Regions from separate parts of the Callithrix jacchus genome. Here region 1 is linked to region 2. A link is a contact called in public Hi-C data. All regions are on one chromosome and are shown on one strand. The core of a region is the stretch at or near the end of the contact, and the rest is flanking DNA. Distances in the headings are between cores, read along the strand shown.

Evidence for each region. Hi-C and Micro-C count contacts between places; a contact is called where the count stands out from the background.
Region 1: a Hi-C map of skeletal muscle shows a contact between it and region 2, with 3 times the contacts expected there. The contact joins the promoter of SRP54 here to the enhancer-like site in region 2. A contact is called at or near these places in 3 of 3 Hi-C or Micro-C datasets (induced pluripotent stem cells and skeletal muscle).

The regions. Positions count from the first base shown.
Region 1 is chr8:69,214,557-69,218,699 of calJac240_pri, forward strand. SRP54 (signal recognition particle 54) reads left to right here and starts at 1,755. Exons shown (of 18, transcript XM_078334776.1): 1 at 1,755-2,024. It overlaps CFL2 (cofilin 2), which reads right to left and starts at 1,643. Exons shown (of 4, transcript XM_002753811.6): 1 at 1,588-1,643; 2 at 303-610; 3 at 111-187; 4 at 1-29. The coding sequence starts at 1,590.
Region 2 is chr8:69,180,260-69,184,402 of calJac240_pri, forward strand. No RefSeq gene overlaps it. Among named protein-coding and RNA genes, the nearest start is that of CFL2, 34 kb to the right of the region's middle. Within about 2 kb of position 1,827, at least 2 of the 16 cell types and tissues checked have an H3K27ac peak or open chromatin away from gene starts, as enhancers often do. A contact at or near this core is called in skeletal muscle, where this site is marked.

The DNA of each region.
Region 1 (4,143 bases), core at 505-3,004, 34 kb after region 2:
GCCATTTACTTGCCACTCATGTTTAATACCTAAAAGAAAAAACATTATCCTATTACTTTATTATAATTAATAAAGAGTAATTTCTCTGCACAAAATATTCAAGTTTGTACCTGTAAATTTCTTTTTAATGGCATCTTTAGAGCTAGCGTAAATCATCTTGCTTTTTAAAGGTGCACTTTCAGGAGCCCTACAGAAAAAAAAAATTGTTTAATCCCACTTATAAGAAAAACAAAGGTATAACCGACTATGATAACAACAATCCTTGCATTTTAAAAGTACTTTTTTCTTTTGTTTTTACACACCAGAATATAAATACTAGGTCTTCTTTCTTAGACTCTTTTGTTTCGTATGTGGCATCGTACAAAGCATATCGGCAATCATTCAGAGGTAGCAACTTCACAAAAGATGTGTAGGGGTCCTCTACAGTATCACCAATGTCACCCACCAAGATCTGCTTTGCTTCCTCTACAATTATTTGTCTTTTGTCATCGCTTAAACAGAAGAGAACTGCTTTCTTTCTCTTTTTGATCTCCTCTTGCGTAGAAGATTTCCTTACTTTCATATCATTAAAAACTTTGATGACTTCATCATTCACTGTAACTCCAGAAGCCTGAAAATAAACACAGAACACTAATTCAGAACATGTATTTTGGTTTTAACCAAAATTACTGTTTTCCTAGAGAAGACTCACTTTAGTCTGGACATCAAAAATTGCACCGTACCATGTAAGTCGTCCAATCAGATTTTTTGTCACATTTTAAGAATCAGTAGACGATACAGCGAAGGAATCTAACTCATCCTGCCCATTCATCCTTCTTAAAGGGGTTTGGACGCGGAAGCGAAAGGGACAAATACAAGTTGTCCCATCCCTGAAATGTTTCCTATTTCACTGGGTGATGTCAGAGCTTCAGGAGCCGCAGCAAAAATACCTTCTGTATTGTGTCAACTCGGCTGGCCTTAAAAAAACACTTTTGGATTTCAGTTAATGCTTCTACTATTTTTTTCTTTAAAGTCATCCTAGCCACTAACGTTTCCTCATAAGGAAAGAGAATCAAGTATAAACTCCAAACCGCCCACGGCCCCACAGCTCACATGCAGACACTCCAAAACTAACGGGTCGAGTGTAAAAGCTTTTACCGCGAGAAAGCATTTTAAGAAAAGTGTTTTCCCTCTTCCTTAATCTCCCCGTAAGGGTTTCATTACAGGCCGTCCAGACCCCGACCCACACAACCTTCGCAGCACATACCAATTTTAAAGCCCCGCGTGTTAAATAAAATTAGGAAGCGAAAGCCAAAGGCGGCGCGAGCGGCTGCAGTCTGAAGACCCTCTCGCGCCTCCGGCAGCTCTGTCTTTACCCTCAACCCGCGCCGGCGCCCGAGCCCTCCCGCCCGGCAAAATCCAAAGAGCAGCGGGGCCCGGCCTCACGGCGGGAGGGCAGGCCGATAGGCTGGAGAGCAGCGGGGCCGCAGCGCAGATGCGCCCACCTTGGAGGCCAAAATCAGGTTAAAATGGCGGCCTCACTCCCCGGGCCGTGCGGGGGGCTTTTTTCGCCACGCCGCAGCCTCTCGGCCGGCGCGCCCCTCTTACCATAGTGCCCTCGGCTGTGGCTGCGGCGGCAGCTCGGGCTCCGGCTCTGTAGCACTGGGAAGAGAAGGAGGGGCAGGCTGGTGGGCAGCGGCGAGTGCGGGGCACGCCGGGAGCTGCAGCCCGAGGGAGGCGGCAGGGTTCGGCGGGCCGCAGGCGGCGGGCGGGGCAGTCACGTGGGCACGCCCGGTACCCCGCCGGCGCCGCCAGCTCCCAGGCAGGCCCTTCTGCCTTGCGGTCCCGGCCCCCCAGCTGCCCGCGTCCTCGACGTGACCCCAGAGCGCGAGTCCTGCAGGCCCGGGGAGCGACGCGGCGGTAGCGGAGTCCGGGGGTCTGGCAGAGCCGCCTTTAGCCCCCAGGCACCACCCGTCAGCCGGCGGGAGAACATGCTGGACTCCCAGAGGGGCGTTTCCACCGCCTCCGTGGGGCCCTGCGCCAGGGTGAGTGCGTGTGAGGGGAACTCCTGCGAAGGTGTCTTTCCTTATTTACCTGTGGTTTCCCCGAAAGAGGCTGGATTTCGACATTTTGAGCCTTTTTGGAAAATCCCCAGTTGTTCAGAGTTAAATGAGAATAAACACTACAAGGATTGCCCCAGTTGATAGTACTTACCTAGCAAAAACAAAATGATACGCAGTGTTGGAAAATCACTTTTTGAAACTCTAGTTGAAATAATAATGATGATTAAAAAAAATTAGGTGGTAGCATTCCTTAGTAATACTCTTTTACATTTTAGACTTCATAGGAAATAGATTGTACTCTCTTAGTCATTTCATGAAGCTCCAGCTATGACAGACAAGTAAGTCGACACAGCCTCTTCTAGTAAAGCCCATTAAACTGCGCCAAGGCAGCTTCTCTAACTTTTTTTTAAATCTTAACTCCTCCATGCTTCAGGGTTCGTCTGTAAAAGAAACTGTTATTAAATTATCGTTAAGGCCCTTTTCAGCTTTAGATTTCAGTTTCTGAGTATATCAGTGTTCAGTAGGAAATGGTGTGTTTGTGGTGGTCTCAGGATTAAGGTTAGGCATGGAGAATCATGAGATGGTGTTTGCCCTAGATTGTGTGATAACTTCTTTCAGCCAAAATTTACTGTATTTTAAATGGAACATGTTAGGCATTGAAACATAGACCTACTTTTCTATCTTATATCTTGGGTTTGTTTTCTTAATTGGAAGATAGACTTCACTTAGAGACAAAAATTGAAAAGGAATTTCCCATTGTCTAAGCATGAATCCCAAGCAAGTGAATAAAACTTCATGTCTAGCTGGCACATTATAATTCATGAAACCTTTCACTTTCTTTATCTGTTGAACTTCCAAGAAGTTATGGAGAATGGATCTCCAGAGTTCTGATTATCTGCTATGTGTAGGTATTATTAGCAAATCACTGTCCACTTCATCTTGGGGTCTCCTTCCCTTCCCGACCTCAAAGTTTTGCACCAGCCCCAGCAGAAACCAGGTCTGATGACACTGGGACCTAGAGTGGTTGTCAGACCCTCTCCCACCAAAGCTGGGGATTCCAAACATGTTAGCCCCTAGCTCGGACATCAACCCCTTTCCAAGCCTCCCATTCCCTCATACCTTCCCCAGACAGAGATTGTAATTCTCATGCTCTAGGATTCTTTTCCTGAAGATATTTTTGTCTTGCACATATTTTGTTACATTGTAATAATTTATGTCTTCTGCCACCCTGCTGAGCTGTAAGCTCCTTAAGGATCTGAGTCCTAGTTATCTTTGAATTTCTGGAACCTGTACATATTAAACAACAGTGGTGCTTAACAGATGCTGAAATAATAAATTTAAGATGCCTTAGTGGTATAAAGAGAAAAAAAAGGAAGCTTCTGAAGATTTCGAGGCCTTTCTACATGCCCTTGTGAGGATGGTGCTAAGAACCTCAGGGCCAGTAGCAGCTTTCTGTCTTCACCCCTGTGAGTAATAACCAGAACTTACCACCACTTGGTAAAGGTGCAGCATTGCCAATCATTGCTGCGTGAATTTTGGTCCCTGTGTAATGGAGGGATCTGAGTGCCAGACACCATATGTATTAGTGTTCGATTATTGCTATAACAAATTACCACAAAATTACTTGCTTAAAACAACACAAATTTGCTGGGCATGATGGCTCACACCTGTAATTCCAGCTCTTTGGGAAGCCAAGCCGGGTGGATCACCTGAGTTCAGGAGGTTTTGACACCAGCCTGGCCAACATGGAGAAACCCCATCTCTACTAAAAATACAAAAAAATTAGCTGGGCATTGTGGCAGTTGCCTGTAATCCCAGCTACTGGGGAGGCTGAGGCAAGAGAATCACTTGAACCCATGAATCAGAGTCAGAGTCAGAGGTTGCAGTTAGCTGAGGTTGTGCCACTGGCCTCCAACCTGGGCGACAGTGCGGAACTCTGTCTCAAAAAACAAAAAACAGAAAACAAAACCCACAAATTTATAATTTCTTGTCTTACAGGGTCAGAGAAATAAGTCTGTTTTTTTAAAAAGAGATAGTCGCTGATTCTGTTGCCCACCTAGGCTGCTGGAGTGCAGAGTGTGATCAGAGCTCACTGCAGCCT
Region 2 (4,143 bases), core at 577-3,076:
CTTACCAAAAGGAGGAGTCTTGCCTCAGATCTGAGGTCTGGGTCTTTGAGCTTCTGGCCTGGCCTCCACCCTGCTTCTCCGGAGGGTTGTCTGATCTGACTCCAGCTGGCATAGCTCTGGGCCCCAAGGCCCCTCTCCTGGCCTGGTCTTGAGAATTAATTCACATCTTCTTTTTTTTTGAAACAGAGTTTCACCCTTGTTGCCCAGGCTGGAATGCAATGGCACAAACTTGACTCACTGCAACCTCCACCTCCTGGGTTCAAACAGTTCTCCAACATGAGCCTCCCAAGTAGCTGAGATTACAGGCATATGCCACCACACCCGGCTAATTTTTTATTTTTAGTAGAGACTGGGTTTCATCATGTTGACCAAGCTGGTCTTAAACCCTTGACCTCTCGTGATCCACCTGCCTCAGCCTCCCAAAGTGTTGAGATTATAGGCATGCACCACGGCACTTGACCTAATTCACATCTTGAATTAAAAACCATAAGCAGCTCAGGGATAAAATTCATTGTCTTTTCCTCATTATCTGTGCACCCATTCCTTCCTTGCCCCCTAGGACACCCCACTCCCCTGGATTTTCTGGGTCTCCAGCATACTCTGCCGCTTCTCTTCTGGCCTGGAAGTCTCCCAACATTCAGATGGGTCCTTCTCACAAAATATTCTCACCTCTGGGAGAAGTACCCATTTGTGGCTTCCCCTCTTGCTCTTTGTAGCTCCTTCTTTACCTTACCTAGGGAGAGATTCAGGTCTCATCTCCATCCACAGCTTGTCACCTGAATATTCAGTCATTACTGTGAGCTGAATGTGCCCTTAGCTGAATGCCCCCTGCCTTCCCTGCCTAGATCTGTCACTGTGTGTATGCTATGAACATTACAATTCTATTCAAATATTGTTTAAAGCTAAGAACTGAGAAATGGTGGGATTATATTCAATACAAGTCACTTCTTTTTTAAGTACATGAATCAAAAGTGAAGATATAAAATTACTGGGGCTTGTAGCTATGAGACCCACTGAAGTGAACACAAGTAATGGGAAAACAACAGCTCTAGCTCCGAAAAGAAAAGGGCTAAATTTCAGAAATTGACTAGGTCAGACATGACAATTAAATGAAATATGTGATTTTGTTTTTCTTTTTTCTTCTGGATCTTGGGTTTTAGAAATCTACAAAGGATATTATAGGAATAACTGGGAAATTCTGAATATGAACTGTATTTTCAATACAATAAAATTTCCTGAGTGAGATACGAGGAATATTACATAGGATGAATATTTTTATTCTTAGGAGATACACGCCAAAGTATTTTTGGATGAAGTGTCACAGTGTCTATAATTAACTCTTAAATGGTTCAGCAAATGATTTTTTAAAAATAGAATGTTCAATTCTAAATCTTCAAAAAAAAGGTAAATGCAGTAAAATTTAATTGATAAGTCTACATGAACATCTGGTGACATATGGTGTTCATCGTACTAGCAACTTTTCTAGCTTTGAAATTTTTCAAAATAAAAAAATTGTGAAAAAGCTGTGACAGGTGGACAGTCACTACTCTGACTTGAGGACTGTGTGTCTGTGTGTGCATGTAGGGGGTTTCACAGTTTAAGTTTATATTTAGAAACTTTAGCGGTATTATCATTCAAGAAAGAAGATCACATCATTTTCTATTTAAAACCTCCATTAACAGTCTAATGGGTGAAAGGGCTGGTGAGTGACACTGCTTCCTGAAGGCAGGGCCTGCCTCTATGCCCTCTCTGAAGCCTCCACCACTTGCAAAGGACCCTGCTTGCAGGGTACAGGCCCCACAGAATAAGTTGGCTGTGTCTCTGACTGCTGTAACTGTTCAGATATAGGCACAGTTGGCTTGCTTCTATCTCTTGGGTTGGGTCATCAAAGGAGGTGGGGAGTAGTAACATGTGGGTCCTGCCACTTGTCAGGCTCTGGTCTAGACTTTCACATATGTTCTCACATTCCATCTGCACAGCCTCCTGGTGAGGGAGGAATGATCATCCCCATCTACAAATGAGAAAACGAAGCCCAGGAGTGGTTTTCAGCCAGTCACACAGCTGGTAAGTGGTGGAGCAGGGATTCCAGTGGAATCTTTCCACCAGAGAAAACCTAACAAATACAGTTATAAAGCTGGTCTGTCTCACTCCATATGACCCTGACGGGAACACGACCTGTCAATTCCAGATAGTTTACAAAGTTATCAGCCGGGTTTCAGAACACATTTGCCAATTTGCTATGGAGAAGCTGAGGTCCTCTAAGTCCTTGTTCATCAACTAGAGGGTTGTCCAGATCCCACTGCCGCCCACTGTGATTTTGACACAAGTTAAATCAGTTTGGCTACATTGTTTCCTGCTCTTTGTCACCTTATTAAAGATTTGTGAGGGTCAAGGCTATTGCAGATGAGCTGCACTTCAGTGTATGAATCCATTCAGTGTCTGCTTCCTCACCTCTCTTTAGGCTGGCAACACCAGGTTTTTGTTGTTGTTGTTTGGGTTTATTTTTAGAAAGCCACTCAGGAATTAATTTCCTGAATGTCAATTGCCTTGCTTCCTACAGTTTGTCCTCCAGGTCCAGTAGTTTCAACATTCTGGGTATTTTTCCTTTTTGAAAATACTGAAATTGGATATGAACTTTATTTTCATTTTTTTCCTTTTCCAAGGAAAGGCTGTTTTAAAAATTTAAGGTAATACATTTATTTGTTTGTTTGTTTGTTTGTTTAGTTACTTATTTGAGATGGAGTCTTGCTCTGTGGCCCAGGCTGGAATGCAGGGGGGCAATCTCAGCTCACTGCAACCTCTGCCTTCTGGGTTCAAGCGATTCTCCTGCATCAGCCTCCTGGGTAGCTGGGATTACAGGCACGTGCCACCACAACCAGCTAATTTTCGTATTTTTAGTAGAGATGAAGTTTCTCCATGTTGGTCAGGCTGGTCTCAAACTCCTGATCTGGTGATCTGCCCACCTTGGTCTCCCAGTGTGCTGGGATCACAGGCGTGAGCCACCATGCCCAGCAAATTTCTTACCAAAAATGTGTAACCCGAAGCTAAGCGGTTATTTAGATCAAACTACCAGCTTACAGGAAATACAAGAAATAGATGAACAGGGGCAGGCCATCAGAAAGAAACCATTAGACAAATCCAGAAGGTAGGACATTCTACAGACAAACTGACTTAGTTTCTTCATCAAGTCAATGGCATTAAGAAAAAGTGGGATGAGGCGCGGTGGCTCAAGCCTGTAATCCCAGCACTTTGGGAGGCCGAGGCGGGTGGATCACGAGGTCAACAGATTGAGACCATCCTGGTCAACATGGTGAAACCCCGTCTCTACTAAAAATTACAAAAAATTAGCTGGGCACGGTGGCGCGTGCCTGTAATCCCAGCTACTCAGGAGGCTGAGGCAGGAGAATTGCCTGAACCCAGGGGGCGGAGGTTGCGGTGAGCCGAGATTGCGCCATTGCACTCCAACCTGGGTAACAAGAGCGAAACTCCGTCTCAAAAAAAAAAAAAAGAAAAAGAAAAAGTGGGAGGCTGGGGGTATTTAAGATTGTTCTAGATTATAAGAGACGTAAGCACAAAAAACAGTGTGTGGACTTTGTTAGACCCTGGTTTGAACATACAAACTGTAAAATGACACTATGGAGACAACTGGGAAAATTTGAATATAGATTAAGTATTAGATTATATTAAAAAATAGTTAATTTTGCTGGAAGTAATAATGGTCTCTCTCTGATGCACAGCCAAGGCTCAGAATCTCTGGTCTAGCTCTAGTAGGACTCAGGCAGTAGAACTGGGTGTTTGCAAGACGAAAAGTAGTCATAATCTTGCGAGATTTATCTCTGCAATGGGAAGAAAACCTCTGTTACAGAACTATCTCTGGATAAGAAGTGGCCGCTAAAGGTCTGATGCCTGAAAATTATGATTGGCAGATTTGGAATTCATAAAAATTCCAGTAAGACCAATAGCTTCTTGTAAGCATATGGATTTCATGGGAGTGAAAGTTGTTCTGGGTACCTCAAGGATCTAAAGTTAGGGTTGATTCGTTTCAAAAGTCAGTGAAAAGTAATGTGCTGCCATACTTTTCACCTGTTCAATATCATTGTCCAGAAAGAAACTGCCCCTTTCTGTTGGTGTTTTGGTAAAACT